3 separate regions of the Mus musculus genome follow, and all the other regions are linked to region 2. Evidence: chromatin contacts called from public HiChIP or PLAC-seq and Micro-C data. All regions are on one chromosome and are shown on one strand. The core of a region is the stretch at or near the end of the contact, and the rest is flanking DNA. Distances in the headings are between cores, read along the strand shown. Region 1 has its middle 17 kb from the start of Gm43837. Region 2 holds the start of Tbc1d1 (TBC1 domain family, member 1). Region 3 overlaps Rell1 (RELT-like 1).

Region 1 (4,366 bases), core at 1,149-3,648, 200 kb before region 2:
ATGAGCACCTTATATAGAAGTGTGGCTGTCTGCTCTGGTTAACACACCCAGGGCTCTGAGGCTGCCTGGGCCCGGGGCTACAGAATATATCAGTGACATTCTAGAACATGTGTATGGCTTTCCTTGTCTTGCTTGGGAGTCTTCATCTGGGGGCTCCCTGCTCTGTTGGGAAGATGGCAGGAGCTGTGTTTAACTACCCTCCAGGCCTGTCTAAAGAAACTGGAGGGAAAGGTTGTTACTTGAAGGTGGAGCTAGGTCATGTGTGACCCAGGCTTAAAACACCTGCTACTTCTCCCAGGACTTCCGGCTGGTACCACTTGGTCTGGGGTGGGCTTGCATTATGGGAATTGTGACTAACATAGGGAAAGTATCCTCCCTCATCCACTGAGCTGCAGGTCACGGGGTTGATGGCTGCTCTGCTTGTAGCTGGAGTTTTCTTCCTCTCTAGTCAGTCTAGATATAAGGAGAGTACGTGTATCCTTTAGAAACAGCGGTCAAGACAAGGGGAGAGTAAGCAGGGATTGGGTCAAGCAAGAGTCCATGGTCGTCTAGGAGAGGGTAAGCATTTTGTTGTTGCTGTTGTTGGGTGTTTTGTTTCTTTTGGTTTTTCTTTTACCTCTTCTCTAGCTGTCACAGCCAGCAGGAAGCTCTTCAAGGGGATGGATGGACTGGATCCAGAAATAAAAATGGTGGACAGAGAGATGCTTGGGCCACCAGCTGATGGCAGGTGAGCAGCTTTGCAATGCAGCCTCAGGGTGCTAGAAAGGTGTACTGGCTAATTGGTACCAGGAGTGGGGTATTCCTGTGACAACCTGACCATGTTTTGGGGAGGACTGTGGAAGGACTTTGGAACTTTGGGCCAGAAGATCCATTTGGTGTTAAGAGCTCTGTGGGATGTTATGTAGGAGCTTGGAAGATAGTGTTGAGAACAGTGCAGAAGATGGAGACCTGGCTTGTGAAATTTCAGAGGGAAGATTAAAGACTCTTTTCAGGGCCATTGCTATTTTGATTGTGAAGATTCTGTGGTTCTGGTTAGCTGGGGCTGAAGAATCAGCTGAGATTAACAAGATACCAGAACTACTAAAGCAAAACCTTTGGATTACTGGGACTATTGATGCTGGTTAGCTGGAGCTAAGAAATTAGTGGTGATTAAGAAGAGACCAGCATCATTGAGGTGACATCTTCTGGGAAGTGTTTTCTGAGAGCACCGAGGCTGTGTTCTAGAGATAGCCAAGGTGGTACCTTGTGCTGCAGTGAGACTTGATAATATGTAAGAGTCAACCAGGTGGTATTGGTTTTAAAGGCATGAAGGGGTCACGCAGAGCAGCTGAGGCTCGGCACTGTGAGAGGCCATGGAAGGCCATTGGTGAAGGTGCAGCCTCAGTTGAAGTTGATGGCCCAGAACTGAAGGGGTCATGTATTGTTTTGGAGATGCCAGTACTATGAGATGACCACCAAGAACAGCAGCAGCAGTGAAGTACAGGCAGCTGGAGCCTAGAAGACAAGATGTGTGCTACAAAGGGCATGGCTGGAGAAGTGACCCAAGCCCTTGGAGGAGCCCAGAAGATCGTGAGTTGGATCCCAGATATTGGACAGTTGGAGTTTAATTATTGCTTTTGATTGTGACTGTGCCCTGATATTTTTCCCTCTTGAAGGAAGACAATATTTTAGTAGATCCCACAGTTAAGAGACTTTTAATTGTAAAAAGACTTTGGATTTTAAATGATATTGGATATTTTGAAAGGATTGAACTTTTAATATGCAAAGACTGTGGGACTTTTAAAGTTATTTAAGATCTTGGGGATGAATAAGAACTAAGGGTTGAGGCTTACTAGTAATGTGTTTGTGTGTCAAGTTGACAAGGGGTCAATTGTTACTGGCTAATTTTGTGTCAATTTGACACAGGCTGGAGTTATCACAGAGAAAGGAGCTTCAGTTGAGGAAATGCCTCCATGAGATCCAGCTGCAAGGCAGTTTCTCAATTAGTGATCAAGGGGGAAGGGCCCCTTGTGGGTGGTGCCATCCCTGGGCTGGTAGTCTTGGTTCTATAAGAAAGCAGGCTGAGCAAGCCAGGGGAAGCAAGCCAGTAAAGAACATCCCTCCATGGCCTCTGCATCAGCTCCTGTTTTCTGACCTGCTTGAGTTCCAGTCCTGACTTCCTTGGTGATGAACAACATTGTGGAAATGTAAGCTGAATAAACCCTTTCCTCACCAACTGCTTCTTGGTCATGATGTTTGTGCAAGAATAGAAACCCTGACTAATACAAAAGGCTTCTTGGGTTTCTGGGGTATCTGCAGCATTTGTGGGCTCAGCGGACCTTTGCAGTTGACAGTTCCCAAATATGTCACGTGAACAATAGTTTCTAGTGAGCTGAGCCTCTTTTGATCTGATCTGCCCAGTCAGTGGTGCAGCACTTCCTGCCTGGGAGGTGTCTGCGGGGGCAGCTGCCTACGCCCCACTGAGTCACAGGAGGAATGTGCTAGAACCTTCTAGAAAAACCTGGGAAGGGCAAAAAGGCTAAAAGGTAATTTTGTTGATGCCTACCTCTCCTGACGCCAGGGAGGGAAGCCATGGTTTCAAACTTTCCTGTTCTTGCCAGGATGGCCTAGGGTTGGCCTGTATTTCCTAGGCTTTCATTACTCTCTCAGGGGCCCACAGAACAGTCACCAGAGAAGAGCTGGAATCTGGGTGTAACCAAGCTGGCAGGAGGGAACATATTCTGAAGAGGGATGTTTATGCCCCTCCCTTTGGCTATCAGATTATTGAAACAATGGTCCCCAAGGAAATGGAATTTCCCTGAATCTCATGACGGGAGAAGGAACAGGCTGTGGAGCCTGGCACCAGTTAGGGGGGGAACTTGTTTCCCAGGAAGAGACTTCACACAGTTTTCGTGTGTCAGACTACGTACTTCTTGTCCAATGTCTAAACCTAAACCTCATGAATTGACCTTGAAGATGGGTCACGGTCGGGGTCATCACTGAATGTTGACATGCCTTCATCTTCCTAGTGAATTAGCCTTTTCCACTCTCACTTGTCTCTTTAGTTGGTCCGTTGAGGATGGTGGCTGAGCCTGGCTTGTTAGGGCTGCCAGGGCCCGGGCTCTGACCCGAACTCAGGTAATAGGGGGAGTGAGAGAAATGACTATCCCTGGTTGGACATACTTCCACAGGCCTGTAATCCTGGCATTCTAGAGGCTGAGGCTGGAGGATTGTTAAGAGTTTGAGGCAAGCCTGAGCTGTATGACAAGACCAGTCTGAACTGAAATGACCTCTCATGGCTGACCTCGACAAAGTAAGTGCATTCCTGCCCTCACAGAGCTGGCCATCCTGGGACCAGAGCCACTGAGCAGGGCTAGGCCTCCCTTGTTTTGACTCTTACGGGGGGAAATGGCCAATGGGTACCTTGTTCCTGAAGACAGTTTCCCAGGGAGATTGTTACATCTCCCTCCCTTGAAAAATAATTCGCTTTCTCCCTTATCACTATAAAATCTTAAAATTAAAATGTCGAGGAGATGGGGTTTTTCTGATACTCCCCTTGGTTACAGAAACACTTTAAGTTTAACCAGTGATGCTGAAACTCTGTTTGTGGACTGATGCTGCAGCCTGTCTTGAATCATTCAGGACCCACTGGGCTGCAGGGCAATGGACTCCAGATGGCAGAACCCATATGCAAGCAATGCACAGCCATCGAGTTAAGGAGCTGATCTCAGGCCTGCCACCGGCCGTGGGGTCGTTTGTTTCGGCCTGTGCTTTCTGTCAGGCCCCTTCAGTGAGTGCATTTGGCAAGGGGTGGCCCTAAGCATAAGGACTCAATGCAGGGGTTCACATCAGTGTGGCTCTACTGGAGGCCAGGCTGGGGCTGAAGCAAACTGTCTTTGGCTCCCACACGGCGCCTGACCGCATTTTGACTGTGGGATGACTTTAGCGTTCACTTTGCAAGGGCGTTTCCCTTTGGCTCCCTATGAAGTCATAGAAATTCTAGCTATTTCTGCAGTGCGTGATTGCCTGGTTATTTATAAGAACCATCCATCGGGACCAAGTGTCTCTTGTGTCTGGAGCCGCTTGCGATATCGTAGTTATAAAATGTTTATTTTCTTAGATCAGCTACAGCTGACAAGGCACTCTGTAGCCATTAAAGTTCTTCTAACTCAAGATAGTTTAGATAAGAACATGACTTTTCTGCTGGGGGTTATAACATTAAGAGAGTGTAACTGTCACACAGACCCTTTGGGACCTGGGGTCCCCTGGTGAGGAAGATTGCTGCCAGCATCTTCTGTTCCCTCTAGCTCCCACCCGGGGCTGGGAAAAAGTCTGAGGAGGCAGAGATGAGGTCACTGCAGAGGCAGAGGGACAGCGCCTATTTACA
Region 2 (4,242 bases), core at 1,045-3,544:
GGGGGCAATTCTGGAAGTTTTCATTTGCTGATTTAAGAGAAGCACATTTGAAACAGCACCCTGCAAGCATCCTTCTTGTCCTCCTGTCCCTTAGTCTATCAAATAGCTGTTGGAAGGAGGGGCATCAGTTAGTCCTTCTCTAGGGGCACACCCTAGAAAATAATGGGTCACAAAGTAGCTCCCACCAACACCTGGCTCTGCACCTCGGCTGGGGCCTTCTTAGTCCAGGTCTTCCAGGAATGAAGGATCAGAGATTAACAAAGGCTAGGTAGTGAAGGGCTAGGGGGGCAGTCAGTGTTCCTCCAGACACCCATCCATCGCCTCCAGGTTTCCTCGGGTACTGGGACTTGTATGTTAGAAGGCTCTTATACATTAGAAGGGTTATCAGGGAACCCTCGAGCTCTCCTGGGACAGATAAGGGTAGGTTGTGTCAGGGAGGCCCACTGCAAAGCTCTCCTTTGGTATTAATAAGTCATAACTACACCAAAGCTTTTCCCCTTTTCTATGGGTTTGTAAATGACTGAACAAATCCACACCCCCCCCCAAAAGCATCCCTTTTAATGGTCCTCTGCTGGTTTCAGACTGTCCATTGCACCACATTTGGTCCCTTGGTCATTAGTTCATACATGCAGCCTTTTATGGGGTACCAGCTAACTCACTGCAGCATCTACCACACAGTAGAGCTCACGGCACATCAATGGTTTCTTACAGATAAACTTAAGAGAGTTGGTCCCTTTAACTTGATAGGAACGAACATTAAAGACAGGCACATCAGAGGCTCAGCTTCCCATTGCTAAGAGTTTTGCAAAGCACCCACCCGTTTATGTACTTTTCATGCCTCTTCCTGGTTCCTTAAGAAAGTCCTCAGGGTTCCCAGGGAGGAACTGACTCTGCAGAAGGGGGGCACCGTGAATGCTGAGAAAAGAGAAAAGAACTCGCTAGCCTCAGCGAGCTCTCAGGCAAGGTAGTGAGACCCTGAAAAGTGATACATTCCTACCTTTGGGTACAGCTGCCCTCTCCTTCTCCCATCCCACCCCTCCCACCTTGAGCAGGCTCCACAAACAATAAAGCCTAAGTGTGGCCATTCTCCAACTCATGGGAATCCCACTTCACATCGAGGGGGTCTTAAAAGGGATCTTTGCCCATGGAGGTGCAACGCAAAAAGTTTAGAAGTTTAGACTTGTAGAGACAGCTGAGCTTCCTGGGTGTGACCCATTTAAATTAGGTCATTCAAAAATTCCCTTCTAACACCTGGCTCTAAATAGAAGAACGGCTTGCAGCCACTAAGAGGACGAAGGAGGGTTGTACGTAGGAGGTGAATGCCTGCCATCATCAGTACCAGGGCGCTGAAGATGTTTGCTGAGAGAAACACTCATCACTTTCAATTTCTTTTCCTTTTTAAGCAACTTCCGGAGAACAAGGCATTTAAAATAAAATCACAACCAGGAACGCCACACCTAGGTGGGGTTCAAACAGAACGACACATCTTTTAGAAAAGAAGAGAACAGCAACCTGTGAAGTTAGAGTGAGCCTCTTACTCACGTAGCAACCCGGAAGCTGCTAGGAAACAATCAAGCCGGGTTTCAAAATGACCAGCACAGGATGTGCCCATAGAAAGAAATGTTGCGTGCACCGAGAAGCTGCCAAAGTTACCGCTGCAAAGTACCCTGAACTTTCAAAAGGCGGCCTGGGGTCACTCTGACCGGCCTCGTCCGAGCTGGATGCCTTACAAACACTTGTGCCCCGGTGATATTTGGCGGGAGGGAGTGGGGCGGGATATGCAAGGAGGAGGAGCAGGGGACCTGAGCACCTTCGTCGCAGCGCAGAAAGCATCAAGGTTTCTCCCCCCCCCCCCCACCCCCAAGCAGAGGACAACAAGGTAGCTCTGAAATCCCGCCTCTTCCCCCTCCCCCACCAGAGCACCCCAAGAGACCCGGCAGCAACGCCCTTGGGTGGCGGGACCGCGCCTTCTCTGCAGCAAGGGAGCTCAGGGGCATGCTGGAAGTGGAGGGTTGCCCCGCACCCTAAGGACCCAAGGTGGAACCTACCAGTGAGGTGGCACGCTCAGAACTCCGGGCTGAGCTAGGGCGCGCAGGTGCTCCCGGGCACCCAGAAGATGGCCTGGGCGGGCGGGGCGTCCATGGTCCTCAGCTGGCTGTGCTCTTGCCGCCCCACGCTGCTGGGGTGGGGGTCCACTCCACAGTCTCTGCTTCTCTTGCGGGTTGAAGAGACGGTCGGTCCGAGGTGGCTTGCAGCAACAGGCACCGCGGTGTGGCCGGCGGCGGCGACAGCAGCTGAGGAGGAGGAGGAGGTGTCTGCGCGCGGCTCGCTCGCGTTTCCTCCTCCCGGGCTGGGCGAGCGCTGGGGAAAGCAGAGGCGGGGGAGGGGGACAGCAGCCGGAATCTCCCTAGTGAGTCCCCCGGGAGCCAAGAACAGGAGTAGATGCCCTCCCTTCCCCTCCGCACCAAGCGACTCTGGCTAGGCGACTCGGCCCAGACTGGCGAGTCACAGGCGAGCAACAGCTGCTGCAGTGCGGGTCCTCCGCGGCCTCCCTCCCCTCGCTCCCCAGCGGTCCATCCTCAGCCCGCCCAGGGGCCACCAGGCGCCACCCCACGAGAGCTCGGGGAAGGTGCAAGCATCGCCACCCCATCCAGCCTCAGCGCGAAGTCCTGGCCCGGAATATTCCCTGCGTGCTCACAAGTGATTATGGCCCTCCCGGCGGGATGTGTGGTCACACACCGGGCTCTTGACCGCTTATTTATAGCAGGTAGCCCTGCCCGAGGCTGTTTTGGCGTGCGAGGTTCTCAGCAGGTGGCAGCGGAGCCCGCGCTCCCTGAGGGATCCTGCTTCTCTGCACGCACCCTCCGAAACGGACCCGGAGATCACTGCGCAGCGTACCCGCAGGCCACCCAGCCACCAGCCCTTCCCCCGCCTCATCCTTCTTGCATTGGGGTCGAATGGCAGGATGGGGGCTGGTGGGGGGAACCAGGAACCGAAGCAGGATGGGACGCTGGCACTCCAGGCAGCAAAATCGGGGACTCAGAGAAACACCCGGGATGAAGTGCCCTCCGCGGATTAGCCTCTACTAAACCCATCTCTGGCCAGGTGCGGGGAGTGACGCAGAGCCCGGACCGCGCGCTTTTTCCCTCTCTGCGTGCGGAGCACACACACGCACGCACTGCGCGTCTGTGTGCACGCCAGAGAGCCACAGAAACCTCTCAAAGCACCATTCCCGCAAGTTAAAGAGGCAGACTCACTCCAAAGAGCAGAAGGGATCCAAGAAAAGTGAGCGGTGCACGTGGCTTGGATTGTATCTAGAGCCCTCCGTAGCTGCCATGTGGGGTTAGTTCATTCTTTATTACACCATAGTTTGTCTTCCTAGTTTCAGATCGAGAGAGAGAGAGAGAGAGAGAGAGAGAGAGAGAGAGAGAGAGAGAGAGAGAGAGAGAGAGAGAATGAATGAGAATAGATATAGCCAGGAATAGTCTAAGGAAAAGAGTGTTGATTGGTTCGTGGAAAATGCTCCGCAGGAAAAGATCAGGTTATCCAGCTAAACTCTATCGTCTTCAGCATCATACTATCACTGTTTCATGCTTTTATCTTCAACCCCATTGTTAAGTTGTCCTTCCCGCTCTGTGGCCTACAGACCATGGCTACTTCCAGAAGGTCACCACGTCAAGACAAGCGACATGCCAGCCATTGAAGGAGCATCCCAGCCACATTTGGACCTATTGCTTAACTACCCTGCCTGGCAGTCTCCACCATAGAAGGGACAGAGAATTTCTGGAGCATGCTTACAGAATAGGGCCAGAGCCACCTCATCTACCATTTCCTTCCCTTATCTTGTCCTCACCCTGCCACCTCCTCCCTGCAAAACGTTTGATTCTGGAGTGCAGGAAGGCTTAGCAGTCAAGTAGAGACCAGATGGTAAAGGAAGGCAGTGCCTGGGTAGAGTAGCCTAGTAGTCCAGGCTCCAGCTGGTGCTGGGAGGAGGGGGAGCAGTTCATTCCCCCATAAGCTCGCACAAATTCCAGCTCAGAGATGTATACCTTAGAGGCAAGAAACCATGCTAACCCTGACCTGGCCTGGGGAAGTGTTGTGCCCATGTACCAGGCACCAGGCAGCTATCTCTACATCACCTTTCTAGTTCCCAGACACACAATAAAGAATTCGGAACTTTAAAAAAAAAAAAAAACAAAAAACAAAAAACAAAAAACAAACAAAAAAAACAACCCTTAACTG
Region 3 (4,354 bases), core at 1,438-3,937, 230 kb after region 2:
TTGAGGCATCCTGGTAAGAACTGGGGAGTGACGGCCAGGGCCCACGTGCCTGTAACACCAGCCAATGGGTGAACTGCAGGTTCAGTGAGAGAGCCTGTCTCCAAATAGGAGGAGAGTGATTGAGGAAGATGCCCACATGGACCTCTGCCCTCTGTGTGCACGCATATGAATATTCTCTCACGCATCACACACACACACACACACACACTTACTTTTGCCAGTTTAACCGCTTGGCCATTTGGAAGGGGGGAGTTGGGTAGCATCCGTGTCCTTTCTAAGAGCTACACCAGTGTCAGCGTATTCCAGAACTTCCTCGGCACCCCACTCTGAAAGATAGCTGCTTCTCTCCCTGTTCCTTCCTCCCCAAACCACCTGCAAAGGTGCTTTGCTTTCTGCCTCTATGTTTGTATCTTCTAGGCTATCCAGTATTAAATGTGGATAGAGCTTAAGCATTAGGGCTTAAGTATCTTTTTTTTTTTTATATATAGTTTCTTTTTTGAGATAGGGTCTCATGTGGTCCAGCCTGGCTTTGAACTCGGTATATAGCCAAGGATGGTCCTGAACCTCTGGTCCACCTCCCCTTATCTCCTAAATGTTGGGATTATAGGCATGCGCCACTATGCTCAGCCTATGAAATGTATTTTAAGGCAACTTTTTAAGAGAAGGATCCAATTGTTACTAAATGAATTAGGGTCTTTGTTCTGGAGGCTGAGGGTTGTCTTAATAGGATGATGTTTTCTGTTGCTATAACTGAGTACCCCAAGCTTGACGAGCTATAAAGAACAGAAGTTTATTTAGCTCATGGTTCTAGAGGCTGACAAGTCGACGTGTGGGGCCAGCATCTGCTTGGCACCTGGAGAGGGCCTTCACTGCTACGTTCTGAGCTGGAAACGTGACGAGACAGAGCAGTCATGTCAGAAAGAATCTGCTTTTATGAAAAAAACCACTCTCTCAGTAATCCACGAATCTAAGAATCCATGAGCAGGCCAGTGACCCAGTCACCCCAAGGCGACTCCAAATGCCAACAGAATGACTTTGGGGAGTAATGTTTCTGACACGTGAGTGAATTTTAGGACACACCCAAACCAGAACAGAAACTTGGTTCTTCGTGCTTTATCAGGTCTGTGGTACTCCTTACCCCATCTGCTGAAGTGCTACAGTGTCCACTTCTGTTGGCAGATGCCACCGTCCCATCACCAGCCTCTCTCTGGGACCTTGGTCCCCACACCGCTCAGCGAGAGCATCCACCTGGCCCCAGACTGAGAGCTGCACCTGTTTCCCAGCTGTGCTTTGTGTCCTTAGAACCAGCTTTATGAGAAACTGGTGTTCTACTCAGCTTGGAAGTGAAGGAAGGGAGACGCCAAGGGCTTTAGGTCCACGCGCTTCAAGCCTTCTGTCTAGTTCTAAACATTGTCCTGCTTTCAGCTTTGCAATGATATTTCTCTCTTTCAGTTTTGATAGTTTGCAAAAAAAAAATGAATGAATAAATAAACTTAGTAGAATGGTTTTTAGATAAGAACAAAAAGACAAGAACACTTGGGCGTGGGCCTGTTTTTCAGAGATTTCCCATCAGGGCATGGGATTGGCAGTACTGAATCCCAGCACACTAGTTACAACCTAGAGTGTTTTCAGGTTGACTCTGAGGCTAAAATTCGCCACTGTATGCAACAAGCACCTCGTTACCCCACCTTGTATTCCATAGTTCGCGCAACCTCAAACTTGATTTCAATTTAGACTTCACTGTTATTTTCCCAAACTGGCACTCTATATTTACAAATTATAACTGCACTCTGAACTTTTTAAAAGGAATTAAAAAGGAATAAGATGAAGCACACGCTCTCTATTAACATCTTCCTAGGCTCTCTGTTAACCCACAACATTTAGTTTTAATCATTTGTGTTATTGACATACAAGCAGTCTCCTGCATTGTGTTTTTAACTTGCCAGATGGGTAATTTAATTTGTCAGATGTAGTCATGATTTTTTTTAATGAAGTGAACATTGAGGTTTATTAGAATTTTAATATAGATTTAAGCCAGAAGGGGGACAACAGAATCAGACTGAAGGACAGGACAGTGGTACACACTTAGAATGACAAGCTGGCTTCCCAAGGTGACGTTCTTGCTTTGGGTTGAAGTATGTGCCTTTCCTTTTCTAAATCAATTTTAGCTTAGGTCGCTGTCCTTTGGGGTTTGGAGACAGTAGCTGATCTGCTGGGCAGGCACGTTTTGTGGCGGTGTGCTGTCTCACTGAGTATTTCTGAAAGATGTATTCCCGTGGGGGCTGGGAATCAGAGGACCTCTCTGCAAGAGCAGCATGCGCTCTAACCACTGAGCCATCTCTCTAGCCCGTGCTGTGCTTCCAATATAGGATGTGTGCAGATTTCCAACCCAAGCAGTTCTTCACGTCTGACGCCAGCTCCATGCGTGTCTAATTCACTTCTGACTCTGCCAGGGAGTTAGTGTGGTCTACCGCAGGCAAAGGGCTCAGCTTCACAAGGCTGGCCGGCTTTGCCTGGCCCCTCTGTTCCTCTAACGTGCACACTGAGAATCTGAGAATCCCCCAGTCCCTTCCTCGGGTTTGCTAGAATGGCTCCCAGAAGGCCGGGATATGCTATTACATTCAGTGCTTTGTTAAAGGGGAACACCTAGAGGCGGGGAGCCAGGCATTGGGTTAGTGCCAGAGTTGTTATCCTCTAATCACACTGGGCGGGCCTTTCTGATTACTGGCTCCGCCCTGACTCACCTTGTTATCCTAGACTGAGTTTTACCAAGTGGCTCATTATGAATGACAAAAGACACTCCTATCTGACTCCGGAAGTTTCACTAGGGAAATTCTTCGGGTTTTTCAGAGCTCTTTTACACACCCACACACTTTTCTTCTTAATCCGGAGACCTGGAACTACCCCAGTGCTATCCCGAGTTTACCTTTCTCTACAGAGCCAAACTGAGGAGTGTTTGTGTGGTCAGTGGGGGTTTCCTAGCATTGTGTAGGAGTTTGGAGAGCATCAAGGATAGTAAATAATTTCTCATTTTACTTAACGGGCACTCGTCATAATATATAGGGAATTGTTTTCTCAGGTAAGTTTATACAGTTTTCTTTTGAATGCTTATCACTATAAAAGTCTGTTACAGCCAGCATGACCTCATTCCCTTTGTTGTTGTTTCCTCTCTGGTCACATTTGGTAAACTATGGGGACGTACACACTGGCCATTTCCTGTGTATTTTACAGAAATCGCATGTGAGACTATACTTCTTTATTAGTTCATCTTCTGTTAATTCATAATGGAATATACAGAGCTAGTGCTTTTTAAAAGCAGAGTAGTTTGCTGTAGCTCACAGTTTGGAGGATGGAGGTCCAAGATCAGGTAGCCTCATTGATTTGGACTCTGGAGTGAGGGTCCACCTGGTTGGGTCACATCTTAGTGGATAACAACATGTCGGGAGCATGGGGGAAAGGCAAAGAACACATGGTGACCAGGAAGCCAGAGAGAGTGGCTCTCTCCTTGTGGAGGCTAAGACTCAAATGCAGGGACTCCTGCGTACGCTCTGCTGCTGAGCTATAGCCCCAGTCCTCTCACTTTTATACCAACCCTTTCCTGGGAATGAAGGCTGAGAGAGAGTATCCCAAGAGCTGTCTGACTTCTGAGGCCGTGTTCCAGTAACCTCATCACCTTCCCTGGATTCAGAAGGTTGGACCATTTCTCATAGCTCCTCCTCCCATGAGGCCAGTTTGCTGCCATCCAGTACCAGACTTGAGGGAGAGTGGCATCAAAAGGGTGCCAAGCCAAGCATAGCGATGACAGCACGGACAGAAGTGGTAATGGGGGTTTTAACACAGGAATCTTTGGGGCACCAAAGCACATGGAAATCAAAGCAACATACCAACCTATTATCTGAAAGAAAATTCTTTTCCTGAATCCCCAATATCAGTCAAACATGAAAGTGACATGTATCACAAGATTATGAAGTGTGTCAGAGTCAATGTGTCATTTTTTGTTGTATGGGGGGGATATTATAGATCTAATTCAGGGCTTTTTTTTTTTTTCCCCTTAAATAACAAAAACATTTGGTTTTATAATAAAAACTCATGTTTGGCAGTTCATTTGGACACCCTCACCATTGTGAAGGGCAAAAAAAAAAAAAAAGGTAGTTTTTTAAGGAAAGCGATGACATGTGTAAATATTTCTTAGAAATACTGCCCCCACCCCCTTGGATTCCTAAAAGCTGCATTGTGGTGCTGTGATCCCCAAGGTAGCGGAGACTGGAGATCATGGGGGAGCCCAAAACAAAATAAGACAAATCAAAATGACAACAAACTCACTCTCTTTTATATGTAAGGCAACAGATAGGCC

Evidence for each region. Hi-C and Micro-C count contacts between places; a contact is called where the count stands out from the background. HiChIP or PLAC-seq counts read pairs in DNA pulled down with a chosen protein or histone mark.
Region 1: a contact with region 2 is called in a FOXA1 HiChIP or PLAC-seq map of pancreatic cancer cells. The contact joins the enhancer-like site here to the promoter of Tbc1d1 in region 2. A contact is called at or near these places in 3 of 484 Hi-C or Micro-C datasets (the N1E-115 cell line, cortical neurons and nephron progenitors), 3 of 115 datasets of contacts at active chromatin or transcription factors (the 230-238 cell line, embryonic stem cells and pancreatic cancer cells) and 1 of 9 other capture datasets (pancreatic islet).
Region 3: a Micro-C map of embryonic stem cells shows a contact between it and region 2, with 3 times the contacts expected there. The contact joins the enhancer-like site here to the promoter of Tbc1d1 in region 2. A contact is called at or near these places in 6 of 39 promoter capture datasets (the C10 cell line, the HPC-7 cell line, cranial neural crest and 3 more), 1 of 484 Hi-C or Micro-C datasets (embryonic stem cells), 4 of 115 datasets of contacts at active chromatin or transcription factors (embryonic stem cells, memory CD8 T cells and pancreatic cancer cells) and 5 of 9 other capture datasets (adipose tissue, bone marrow-derived macrophages, liver and 2 more).

What each region holds. Positions count from the first base shown.
Region 1 is chr5:64,358,728-64,363,093 of GRCm38.p6, reverse strand. No RefSeq gene overlaps it. Among named protein-coding and RNA genes, the nearest start is that of Gm43837, 17 kb to the left of the region's middle. Within about 2 kb of position 2,398, at least 146 of the 459 cell types and tissues checked have an H3K27ac peak or open chromatin away from gene starts, as enhancers often do. A contact at or near this core is called in pancreatic cancer cells, where this site is marked.
Region 2 is chr5:64,158,312-64,162,553 of GRCm38.p6, reverse strand. Tbc1d1 (TBC1 domain family, member 1) reads right to left here and starts at 2,294. Exons shown (of 22, transcript NM_001310611.1): 1 at 2,049-2,294.
Region 3 is chr5:63,931,299-63,935,652 of GRCm38.p6, reverse strand. All of the region lies in intron 3 of Rell1 (RELT-like 1), which reads left to right. Among named protein-coding and RNA genes, the nearest start is that of Rell1, 35 kb to the left of the region's middle. Within about 2 kb of position 2,687, at least 51 of the 459 cell types and tissues checked have an H3K27ac peak or open chromatin away from gene starts, as enhancers often do. A contact at or near this core is called in embryonic stem cells, where this site is marked.